Regions from separate parts of the Mus musculus genome. Here regions 2 and 3 are each linked to region 1. The links are chromatin contacts, called in public Hi-C and promoter capture Hi-C maps. All regions are on one chromosome and are shown on one strand. The core of a region is the stretch at or near the end of the contact, and the rest is flanking DNA. Distances in the headings are between cores, read along the strand shown.

Region 1 (4,057 bases), core at 676-3,175:
AAGCTCCCCGGTACAACTAACGTTTAGGGAAGTGTCCTTACATATTTCCTCGGCCGCTGGTTTGTAGTGGAAAGACATCACTTTACTGAAAAGCAGGTTTGTCAACACACTCCTTAAACCCACAGAACTTCCAGCCTCAGACTCTGCGAGTAACACCCACCCTTACAGTCTCCCTTCCCCTCCCCCAGCAGGTCCCCGCCCCCAACCTCTTCACACTCATAAACAAGTCCCGGCTCAGGGGCTCCAGCTCACTAGCTAGCAAGCCGCCTGCTCTGGCTGGGACCGCGTCCTAGAGCAGCCGCCACTCAGACTCTCAACCTGCTACCCGCCGGCCGCCAGAGGTCGGGGTCAATCCGGTGGGTGCTTCCCAGACCTGGAATACGGGAGCCTCGATTCCAGTTCCCGCCTGCGACCTCTCTAATCAACTGTGTCCACACCATTCGGTGCTGGAGTCCCAGGAAGGTGCATCTGAACGCCGCGGAAGAACGCCAAAATTGCGCAAAGCAGTAGCGCCTCTTGGATGCACACCCACTCACTCCCGAAAGCGACAAGGAAAAAAGTCCTCCCCAGCCCTCCCATTCCACACCTTCAAGAGTGCCAAATTTCATTAGAAGTATCCACCACTGTGCAGAGCGCCTTGGTGGCAGCAGGAAACAGTCCAGTTTGCTATGTGTTCTTTTAACTCCGACCTAACTCTGAGGGTCTCTGATGTTCTGGACCCTTCCCATACTACCTCTTGGGGCGGGGGTGGGAACCCTAAAAAGGACTCCGAGAAACTGGCACCAAATCCCTACCGATGGCCCCACCCCGGTACCCACCGTTCCATGGCCGGGTCCCAGACCCACAGGCTGAGCGCTAGCTCCAACATCTGCGCGAAGACCCAGGGTGGGAAGCCATTGGGTTGGCGCTGGCCAGAGTAGCCCAGAGCTAGGGACCCTCTCAGAGAAAAAGCTTTATGTGGGACAACAACGCAGATACGCACTGTTGGGCTTAAGTCCCAACTCCCCCCAACCTGAGAAGTGACGGTGCGGGTCCTGAGCTTTGCAGCCCCTCCCCCAGCCCACGCCCTGCCGGGCTGTGTGTTGGAGCTGATGAACGTTGCCCGGTGGCCAGCGGGGTGCAGGGCACAAGCCGGGATCCTGGTCTCTTCCAAGCCCCATTTTTGTCTGCTACCCGCTTTTATTATAGGATGCGCGGGAGTCTTCTGGGGGAACCAGATAGGAGGGTCGGAGGTGTGTATGCATGAGGTGGAGTAGGATGGTGATGTCCAGAATCCCTTTCTTGCCTTTTCGTGGTCCCCATTTTCCCTCGCCTCCACCTCCTTCCCTTCCCAATGCAGGTTTGTTAAACCTGATCACTTTCCCAGACTGAGGGCGGTTTCTTGAGCAGCCAGGGGACTAGAGAAAAGAGGAGGAGGAGGAGGAGGAGGAGGAGGAGGAGAGCCATATCCACGCGCGCACAAGTGTGCATGCATGTGGAAGGAGGGTGGTGGTAATTGCGCCTAGGCCTGGGCAGATTCGAGCTCAAACTTTGGGGAAGGCACAAGAACCGAAAAGTTAGCGTGTTGCGCGATGGGGGTGGGGCTGGGTGCAGAATTGGGGCCCCCCACGCGGATCCCCAAGAAAATCTCCCCCACGCGATTCCCCCACCCCCTCCGGGACCTGCCCACCCAACGTGCCCGCCACGTCCCCTTACCGTGGCAGAAGTAACCATGGCATCCGTGTGACTATTTCCAGGGACGTCGACATGAAGAGAAAGGTGGACTCGAGTTCGGTCATTCAGTCTCGCCCACCCCTGCCGCAGCCACTACCCAGCGGTGGGAAAAAACGAGGGGAAGAAAGAAAGAGGGAAGAAAGTTGCGCCGGGCTATCTCGCGGGGCGGTGCGCGGAGCTGCTGGGTAAGGAGAGGAGCCTTCAACTCTGAGTCCCGTGAACATAATCTGAGCGGTTATAACCAGCCAACCCGGCCAGATGGCTCCGCGCTCAGCGCCTTAACCCCTTCCGCGCCAAGCCCCCTAGCCCCGCCCGCAGTGACTTGCAGGCCCGCTCCCTGGCATTTTGGAGTTTGCTCTCGAGACCAATGGGAAGACCTAGTCATTTCTCCTAGTCCACTTCAAAGGAAAACAAACGAACGAACAAACAACAAATAAGCCCTCTCAAAATAGCCTACTCTTCATTATCCCCTCTTTTGACCTTCCCTTTTAGAGATGGGGAGAAGGAGCCAACAAAAAACGTTTGATTTATCATTATATTTTACACGTAAATATCTTCGATCTGTCTTATTCTTGAACTTTTTCTTTTAAGGCTTCCTTCCTTTCTTTCTTTCTTTCTTTCTTTCTTTCTTTCTTTCTTTCTAACTAGGCAGATGAAGGCCTTTCTTGCCCCTTGGCTCAGGAAAGCTTGAACCTCAACCTTAAACTCTGTCTCCAAACCTCAGACCCTTCTGTCTTTGGATCTCTCTCCACCCCCTATTAAGCCCCCCCCCAGCCCCCCCAGGCCCTCACAACAACAGGAATCTGCGCATGAACAGTTGCTTGCCTGCCCTCGAACTCCTCAGTCCTGGGGGCAGCTCACAAGGCACAGTTAGTTCAAGCTGTCTAGGGAGGTTAAGTTGCTGAGGTACGGTGAGGGTGGGAGTGCTAAGCAACCGAGGAAGGGGTGGTTTGCGTGTGCGCAGAGTGTGCGTGAAAGAAAAGGAGAGGTATGAGCCAAAGCCCCACGTTCTACACACTCCCTAACTTCTCCACCCCTTTCTTTCAAGGTAGGAGCCGACCCTGGAGCTGAGCATTTGCCCAGCACTCGCCGCTTTGTACAAAAACAATTTGCCCAGAAGAAAGGGCAAGCAAGGCACCCCTTCCTGACTCCCCGAAAGTAGCGACGCTCTCTTGCACAACCGCTAGATTCATTCGAGGAAAAGATCTCAGGGTGGAGGCAAGGGTCTTATTTGTAGATTATTTTAGCTATTCATTAGATTCCCCCCCCACACACACACACACTTGATCCGAGCTGATTCTCTCAGATTTTACAGTGGTCAGAGCATCTAGATTTTGCTCAACTGCGGTCCAAGAGAAATGAAGGGGGAGGGGGGAATCCTAGTGGTAAGGGGAACCGGAGAACCAGAAAGTAGTACACCATTGCTCCTTCATTCCCTCCCCCATTCTTGCAAGGTGGAACTCAAGTCCAAGTGCCCCCTCCCCCCGCCCCCACCTCTGCCACTCTCCAAGTTGCCTCCTGTCAGGACATTTGACTCACACACAGCAGGAGAGGCGATTTGATAGTCCACCTCTTCCTTGCCTCCTAATAAAGTCTGATAAGCAACTCGCAATGTACTTTAGCAAGGTTCCAGGTTCAAAACCTGGAAATTCCTTGGAGATGCATAGGTTTGGTCCACACCCAGGAGTGCCAGAATTGCACCCACCGGTTAAGGCTGAGAGAAGCTGCGGGGCGAAAGGAGGCCAGAGAGGATGGAGAGTCGGGGGCTGCATACTAGATAGATTGTACCTGCCTCATCATTATCCTGGCTGACGGGGGCTGCCACATCGAAAATGGCCTGCAGCACCCACAGAGGCCCACCAAGGACGTCACCTCCAACGATCCCTTTGAAGGACTTCCCTCCTGCCAAAATATCTTCTTCTTCCTCCGGATCCGATCAGGCTGCAGAGTTTTCCCCTTCACCCTGCCACACAGCACTTTGGAGGTTTGGCTTGGGCGTGCTCTGTGAGGTTCTGGTTTTCTCGCGGTCTTCTGGCCCGCCCCTGCCCTCCCCCACTTCCCGCACTTGCCTCCCCCCACCCCTGCTTTCCCCCTCCCTTCCCGCCAGTCTCTCTGCCAGTGGAGTTCTAGGGGCTCATTTCTCAAGCTCCTGGTCCCGGGGCTCTACAGACTGCAACCAAAGAGGTGCTTGATTCTCTGGGAAGGAAGGAACGGGTTAAATACACGTGTGGGCTGCACCGCCGCCGGCTGCTCCCCGGTCACTGGCGGTCTGGAGGGAGGAGGGGTCTACGAGGGGCAAGCTTAAATATGAACAGTCAGAAGAAAAGGCAGCAGAGTTCGAGAC
Region 2 (4,057 bases), core at 880-3,379, 250 kb before region 1:
CTGGCTCCCTACTCTCAGCAGCACAGCTATGACTCTTCAGCATGCTTTGGAGGCATTTAACACGTTCCCCAGGAACTGGAGTATGACTTATGGCATGCACATCTCCTTACAGGAGATCATCTAATCACTCTGGGAATGATACAACTAAGGTGCACTGACACTGGCAGCAGTTGAAAATCCCCACCTTTGCATGTCTGTGTCAGCTCAGAGAATTTTGCTAACTGAGGAAGTTGAATGGCATTTTATCATAACTTCTTTTTAAAAGCATAGTCAACGGCGAATATCTCTTGTGCTCATGCGTGTACACATGTAGGTCCCAGATATGCATATCTTTACCCCTGTTGTGTACATATGTGTGCATGTGTGGACGGTGTGCATGTGCTTTAAGGAAATGCTCTGCATGTTTGGATGTTTGCTGCATTTCCTATGTTGTTGTCATTTATCAGAATAAAGGAAATTCCCATTTGTTCTTATTTTGTTAGGATAATTTAAATGAAATAATCAAACCTTTTCTTAGGAGAAGTCAAACAGTTGTGTAGCTTTTACCTTTAACCTCTGAATATGCTGAACAAACTTTATTAATAAAGTTACATAAGCATTACTGACAAAATATTTAGCATTGCTCTGTTTGCTCTGCTTATAATTTATTTGGGATATTTTTTGTGTCTACATCGATTAGTGGAGTTGGCCTACAGTCTTCCCTTCTTGTGCTGTGTCTGGTTTTGGTGCCAATGTGTACAAGCTGCCCAGTGCAAATCTGGAGCAACTCCTTCTTCTGCTGTTTTCTGGAACACATTACAGCGGGGCAGGATTGTTATTTCTCTAGAGTTTGATAAAAATCAATTTCAAAGGGTCTAGGCCTAGCACTGGAGTTTGTGGGTGGCTTTTTAACTTTGTAGTGTATGTGTGTGTCTGTGTATCTGTGTTGTGTATCTGTGTATGTGTGTGTGCATCTGTGTATGTGTGTGTGCATCTGTGTATGTGTGTGTGCCTGTGTGTTTGTGTGTGTATCTGTGTATGTGTGTGTGTGTCTGTGTCTGTGTGTCTGTCTGTGTATCTGTGTCTGTCTGTGTGTCTGTGGATGTGTTTATGTGTCTCTGTGTGTGTGTCTGTGTGTGTGTCTGCGTGTGGTTTTGTGCTCTTTGGGTTTTAATTTTTAACTTGGTTCCATATTGTTAACTTATGTTTTCCTAGGATATTCTCCCTTTGTGTATATTTTTAGCTTGGTGATATGAAATTCCTCATAGGGTTGTCCTTTAATAGGATTATTATTTATATTCACAGGGTTACTAATATTGCGTGTATCTCCTTTGTGACTGCATCTTTTCTAGGTAAAATCTGACCGAGACTGTCAGATATTTATCAATTTTTGTTGGGCATTTAAAACAACAGATTGAAATAATAGATTTTGCTTGTATTATATTTTTATCCTGTTCATTTTTTCCTCTTATTTAATTTTTCCTCCCCTCTCCTTTCTATTCTTGGTTTTGGGATGTTTAGTTCATTGCTTTCTGTCAGTCTTCATTCTTCCCTAATAAAGGTATGCAAATGTCCCAACATTTAGTTGGCTTGTTCATTCTTTTCCCAACTTAGCTCAACAAGCATTTAAAGGCCAGTTGTTCTTTTGAGTACTGTGTGCTTATCAGTTACAAAAACAATTGAAATATGTAGTCATATTTTATTTTGACACAGGGTCCACTGACCTTGGTCTCACTATGTAGTGACAGGTGGCTTTGAGTCCCTCATCTTCCCGCTCTACCTTCCAGGTGTGCACCCACACGCCCACTACAGTCACTTTTACAAATTATATTTTGTAAAAGGTCCCCATGTGCTTGGAAAGAATGCCAGCTAATGATCTTGATACTTTCAACTTGGAGACTTCAGGCTTCCATTGTCAAGTTCAACTTGCCCTGCCTGAGCTGGTGTGCTGTCAAGGATGTAGATAAAAGGGCCTAATGTGTGGGGAGCCCGATTCCACAGTTGGCCAGGAGTGGTGTTTGGAGTGCTGGCCACTCTCAGGTGGCAATTAATGAGAACTGTGCCTTGTTCTGCCGTTCTGCCGAGGAACAGTAGGGAGGCACGGCTTATCAGAAAGTCTGTTCCCATCACCCATAGCCAGCAGTAGTCCAACTGCCGGAGCAGTGTTTAGCAAGATGCGTATGCAGGCAGCCCTGACACGTACAGCAGGCACTGTTCTGAGTGTTCTCATCGATGCTACCGTCAGATCAGTCCTGGGTAAAGCTAGTCTGGTTATCCCCGCTTCTTCAATCAGGAAATTGCACCTCAGACATGTGAAGTATGAAAGGCTCACAAACTGATTGGCAGAAGGGTGGACTTCCAGCATCCCTGCCTCCAAAAACTGTGCTGTCAACTGGCCCACAGTGATCTTTTATACAAGATACTTATTTCTCATTAATTTAATGTGATCAGCTGGCCATAGAGATGCATACCTATAACCCCAGGCCTGGAGGAGGAGGAGGAGGAGGAGGAGGAGGAGGAGGAGGAGGAGGAGGAGGAGGAGGAAAATAATAGGAAGAGGAGAGGAAAGAGGAAGAGAAGGAAGAAGAGGAGGAGGGGGAAGAGAAGAAAGAGATGGAGGAGGGAGAGGAGGAAGAGAAGGAGGAGGGAGAGAAGAGTGCTGCAAGTTCAAGGACATCCGGGTTTACAGAGTAAGTTCCAGGTTATCCAGAGCAGTGTAAGACTGTTTCAATATACTCGCCTAAAACAAAATAAAAACAAAGAAAATAAGAAGGCTGGTGAATGGTTGCACTATCTATATGACTGAGACCAACCAGAGCCCCACCTCTAAGCCTCTTAAGATGTCACATGTGGTCAATCAGTAGAGTCCATCTTTATGGAAGATGCTGCTTGTACCTTACAATGGTTTCAAATCCATCTATGGATTCGTGCCTTAAGCTTTATTGTACTTGTGGGATTCAATTAATTATCACCAGAAATCATTTTTCCAAATGTTTTGTACTTAAGTGTACCCAACACGAACTGCCCAGTGTTGAACCCTAGAAACTTAAAATAAGAAAAAGAAAGAGTTCAGTCTCTCACCCAACATGGGCTTCCAGAACCAAACTCTTTACGGAGGAACATTTTCAACTAAAACTTTTCTCCACAGTTTGCAAGAAGACCACGTTGCACTGCATTGCACCTGAAAATACCCACACCTAAGCTTCGGCATCTTGCAGCCTCTATCATAGTAGAATTGGTGGGGGGGGGGAGGCTTAAGTGAATCCAGGAGTGTGTGGCAGCCTGCAGTCAGGAATATTAGATGTGCTTGAAGTTGGCATTCACCACCAACCTGACCTTGACCAACTGACCAGACAGTTAATGTCTCAGACTATAAACCCCTTAGATTATAAATCTCTGCCTTAAATGTATACCATCCTTGGAATACTTTGTGTGAAAAAAAAATAAGGACAAAATATGTTTTGTTTCCTCAAACTTCATGATTCACCCACCAGTAGAAGGACAAGGTTCTGCTACTAAAATACATATCTACTCTGAATCTCCTCCTGGGTACTGTGTACTGTGTATGGCGGCCTTGTTCCTTACAGTATAGTCCCCACACATCAGGCTGAGTGAGCTTTCTGAAGTATGAACCATATCATGCCACTTTCTTCCTCCCCAACAAAGCCACCATGGGCTTTCCCATCGTGTCCTGGAGGAGTCCCTAAGAAGCACCTTCCTCCTCCATGGCACACTTCCTCGCGTTCATCACTATGGAGACACAGTCATTCTTTGGTTCTGTCTTTTGAGCACAACAATTGATATCATTTCAGGGGTCCAGCCCTTGCTGGGATGTGCTTCCTTAGTGCTGTGCTGGCTACTTTTGTATCAGCTTGATGCAAGCTAGAGTCAGGCATTCAGGAAGAGAGAGCCTTGGTTGAGAAGTACCCCACCAGGCTGACTGGTAGGCACACCTGTAGGATATTTTCTTGATTGAGTAATGTAAGAGGACCGAGCTCACTCCCGGCTCTGTCATCCCTGGGCTGGCAGTTCTATATGCTATAAGAAAGGAGGCTGAGCAAATGTTTTGAAGCAAGCC
Region 3 (4,057 bases), core at 953-3,452, 150 kb after region 1:
AAGGTCCCTGCAAGCTGCAATATCTCATTGGTGAACTGTGTACTCCTGAATCATTATCTCAATAGCAAAATATTTAGTCAATCTAATCAAAATAATCAGCTGCAACCGTGACTCATTAAAATGACTAAATCCTTGACCTTCCCAGGTCCACACGCCTTAAAACACTTTGGCAGATTTTTAAAAGAAAAGCAACCTGAGGAGTCTCCCCTCAGCCACCGAAACACCCCAATGGCCTGGTTCAGCTGCATGCCCTGTGTACTACCTCCACCGCCCTTCAAGCAAGAAGCATTCTGCTTGATGAAGAGAGAATGGGGAATCTAGGAAATCCAGACACTGGCCATTTGATGGAAAAACAGACACGAAAGTTTGGGCTTTCTAGTAAGTCCTGGGTCCTCCAGGAAGGCAAAAGAAATCTGCATGTAGGAGAGGGGAAGCAGCAGGAAAGGAGGGCCTGAGAATTCCACCAGCTTCATACTCTACTCTTTCTGAGCCTAAGCTACACAGATGAGAGTTTATGTCTGACACTAGTCCTCTGTTTTCTACTTCACATTTCCCATGGAAAGCTTTGTTTGTTTGTCTGTTTGATTTTTTGGTTTTTGTTTTATGTATTTTGAAATAAGAAACTGACTCAAATAGACATTCATTATGAATTTTGTTGTCATTAACAAGTGTCTTCTTTTCATCATGCAGTAGGGGACACTATGCATGTATGTGCCTACATTAATTTAATTCGGGAAGTCCTGTCCTGATCTCCATAAAAGTCTGGTTCAATTATGAGATTTGATGCTCCAAAGATGTGTACTCTCTTTCCTTGTTGGGAAAGTCCAAGCCCAAACCTGTACATGCTTGGGAACCTGTGCTCATATACACACGACCACATGCACCTGCACAAACATACTCACTCAAGATTCATGAATGTTCCCAAGATTCCATTGGAGGCTCATGAGAGTTTGTGGGTTCCATAACATATCAATGGCCATGAGAGCTGCTCAATTTTCCAAAGGTGGGGTTCTGAGTGTTATTGCCATAGAATGTGGTATCATACCTATCCAGCCATAGGGCTGGGAGTTATACAGTGTGGTTCTTTTTGCAGAAGAATACAAGAGGGCTTCTTGTTCTCTGATAACATACAGTGACTTTCTAAAGACAAGACCAGACCAGTCATGTTGTTTTTCACAGTGATCTTCAGTGTAGACTTCACAGGGAGCAGCTTGCAGAAGAAATAGGTCTGACATGCAAAAGCTAGAAAAGCTGTAGTGTGACATCAATGCTTAGCAGAAGATTGCCAGGATGAGCGAGTTTGCAGTGTTTGCTCTCTGAACTATGACTTCCATTAACTGTTTTAGAGGCAACATGTTAGGTCCAGAGGGAATGTGATGCTGTGTTTCTACCATTGTGCAAATGGTAGACATTTTACCATTTTTAGCTCAGTTTAATAAAAATAAGGGTACGTGTGATGAATTCTGAGCTGGAATGTAGATACATAATGAACTGTGAGATTATAAGAGGGAAAATAATTCTTTGGATGACTTTCCCTTAATATTACACAGGATTTATTCACTTTTGGGGTGATTCTTACATTTGCTCCACTGTTTGAATTTGAGAAGAAGCCATATACTTAACCCATCTGAAGTGGGCAAAGGACCCCTAGAAAACAAAGTTTGAGTCCCCTGGTTCCCTTTATCAATCCATTCAAAATTGCCTGGACATAAACATTATACCAATCAATCAGTGGTTAGACTTGCAGGAGATAGTCTAAAGATAAGTAAGAGGCTTCTATACTGTTCTGATCAGAGGAACTTCCCTGTGGATCAGCCTCAGAGTATCTGTGACCGACAGACTAGGACCAGCACCACAAGATGCTATTCACAGAACCCACCTAAAACAAGCCTAGGCATGCCCAGAACTTCACTTGCTTCCGTGTTCTTTCTCTGATTAACTTTGCAATAGATCTTTCTACAGGTCTGCTTTGGCTAAGTAATAGTCAGGTCTGATATGATCTGTAGCCATTCCTGACTCTTGACCTAGCTAATTTCTCACTGTGCTTTCAGCTTGGGTGTTGCATTTAGGTTTCTTGTGCCATACTCTTTTGGGCCTCACTGTCTTGTGTGCTAAGTGCAGTCACATAGAAAAAGCTCCACATAGCATGGAATGACAAACACTTTGTTTGCCTGTCATCTGCAGTTGATTAGCCATGGCTGCCTAAGGCAAGCTTTGTGAGACTGGTGCCAGACAAAGGGTGCAATGAATCCAGGCTGTGCTCTGCTGGGGTCTTAGGAAGCAGAAGTGATTTTCTAGATCACTAGCCACCTGTAAGTCATCAAAAGACAAACTGTAAATTGCATGAGTTTCTAGGAATCTTACGGTATATAGAACCTCGTGATTAAGAAAAGAATGATATTTCCCATTATGTCCCATCATGGTTAAAATTGGGTCTCTCTTTACCTAGCACTTAAGACAAAGTGGTCTTTCCATGACAATGGGAAAAGGAGTGGCTCTTCCCTGGTTCCCATCACAATTAACCTCCTGGAGATTTTGCCTTCCAGCGGGAGTGTGGGATGAGGCCTTGACTGACTTTTTTACTTTTCTTCCAGGCTTCAGCTTGGAGCCTGGAGAGAAAGTAGCAATAGAAGGCTTAAGATCTCTTTCTTCCTTAAGAAGACTTAATTAGAACACTCCAGCCTTCCCTAAGATGTGGTTTTGAAGTATGAGCTCCTCAGACAGTGAGCTAATGAGGAGGGAGAAATTTCTGCCTTGTCATGGGGCTGATCCAAGAACATATCAGCAGAGTTTGATTGAAGACCTCAACCCCTGTCCTGGCTCCCTGGGTCAGGTCGTCATAGTGTAATGACTTACTGTTAATTCTGTATGTGCCAGATGGTCTGGTGTTCAAACAGAGCCTCAGCAATAGTGAAATTGCCCTGTGGAGTAGTGGAGTATTTTACAGCTCACAAAGAACTTTCATGTATTATCTCATTTGAGCCATGGAAACCCCAGACATAAAACATTGCTAGTCTCATTTCATGGATGAAAAAGTCCAGAAAAGCTTCAGTGATTTTTTCCAATGGCTATATACTCACTTGGTGACTAAACATAAATTGGCCTTAAGTCAGCTACCTTAAAAGGCCTCTTTCACTTGATGTGCACTTCTGGCCAAAGAGGAATTTTTTTGGGGGGTGGGGGTGAGGGGTTGAGGGTTAGGGCTCTAGATTTGAATGGGGCATAGAGCTGGTAGAAATACTGACTGTTGAGGAAACACAAATGAAGATCTGAACTTATGGAAAAATAACCCTGAATTCTGAAAAGTGCTTTGGATATTTGGTGACCGATTGAGATTACTGCGTCTTGGATGGCTGTGTTTGTGGCTGGCCTCAGTGTGGGAGGAGAGATAAGGTAGGGTTCATGTTTTCATGCAATGTGGAAAGGTCAGAATTTTTTTCTTGGAATTTTATGTATTAACTCTATCATGCTGTCACTTCTCAAAGACCCCTATGGAGGTCACTGTGGCCCCTTACCATGCATCAGTGTGATGTGTGCTTTCCATATAAAAGGAAGGTTTGAATATAGAAAGAAAATATAACCTTTGCTCTAAAGAACCTTACATTTTGATCTACACACACACACACACACACACACACACACAACGTGTTTGAAGTCAGTGTAAATTCACAGCATTAGAAGTGGGAAAATTAATGTTATATGTCTAGCCTATACAAAAATATAATACATAATTCTTTAATTTCATTCAAGAAAACACCAAACTGTAAATTTAGGATAATTAAATTGTTTCTGTATTCTGTGATATAAAGTATTTGACACAAAGAAAACAAAATAGATATTGGAAATAATGGATTTTTTTCTTTAAAAAAGAATGCTTACCAGTGACCAATGAGTGAGACATTCCTTATACCTTGTAGTGTAGGAGAAATTTGTTACATTTCATTGCTTGAAGAAGTTAACATGAGATTGTGATGCAAGAGTTCAATATTAATCATTAAAAATAAATTAGCAGAGCCCACACTCCTTAGCTAAATTGACAATGGGGATGAGGTTGGGA

Evidence for each region. Promoter capture Hi-C pulls out the DNA fragments that hold promoters and counts their contacts. Hi-C and Micro-C count contacts between places; a contact is called where the count stands out from the background.
Region 2: a promoter capture Hi-C map of hippocampal neurons shows a contact between it and region 1, with 5 times the contacts expected there. The contact joins the enhancer-like site here to the promoter of Ntf3 in region 1. A contact is called at or near these places in 6 of 39 promoter capture datasets (the SN4741 cell line, cranial neural crest, hippocampal neurons and 2 more), 6 of 115 datasets of contacts at active chromatin or transcription factors (craniofacial prominence, embryonic forebrain, embryonic limb bud and 3 more) and 3 of 9 other capture datasets (adipose tissue, embryonic stem cells and pancreatic islet).
Region 3: a contact with region 1 is called in a Hi-C map of uterus, with 2.1 times the contacts expected there. The contact joins the enhancer-like site here to the promoter of Ntf3 in region 1. A contact is called at or near these places in 5 of 484 Hi-C or Micro-C datasets (all in uterus), 3 of 115 datasets of contacts at active chromatin or transcription factors (craniofacial prominence and embryonic stem cells) and 2 of 9 other capture datasets (adipose tissue and liver).

Annotation. Positions count from the first base shown.
Region 1 is chr6:126,163,035-126,167,091 of GRCm38.p6, forward strand. It overlaps Ntf3 (neurotrophin 3), which reads right to left and starts at 1,926. Exons shown (of 2, transcript NM_001164035.1): 1 at 1,696-1,926. The coding sequence starts at 1,713.
Region 2 is chr6:125,912,447-125,916,503 of GRCm38.p6, forward strand. The region is part of intron 14 of Ano2 (anoctamin 2); the gene reads left to right. Among named protein-coding and RNA genes, the nearest start is that of Gm24947, 30 kb to the left of the region's middle. Within about 2 kb of position 2,130, at least 2 of the 459 cell types and tissues checked have an H3K27ac peak or open chromatin away from gene starts, as enhancers often do. A contact at or near this core is called in hippocampal neurons, where this site is marked.
Region 3 is chr6:126,308,754-126,312,810 of GRCm38.p6, forward strand. All of the region lies in intron 3 of Gm10415 (predicted gene 10415), which reads right to left. Among named protein-coding and RNA genes, the nearest start is that of Gm10415, 18 kb to the right of the region's middle. Within about 2 kb of position 2,203, at least 17 of the 459 cell types and tissues checked have an H3K27ac peak or open chromatin away from gene starts, as enhancers often do. A contact at or near this core is called in embryonic stem cells and uterus, where this site is marked.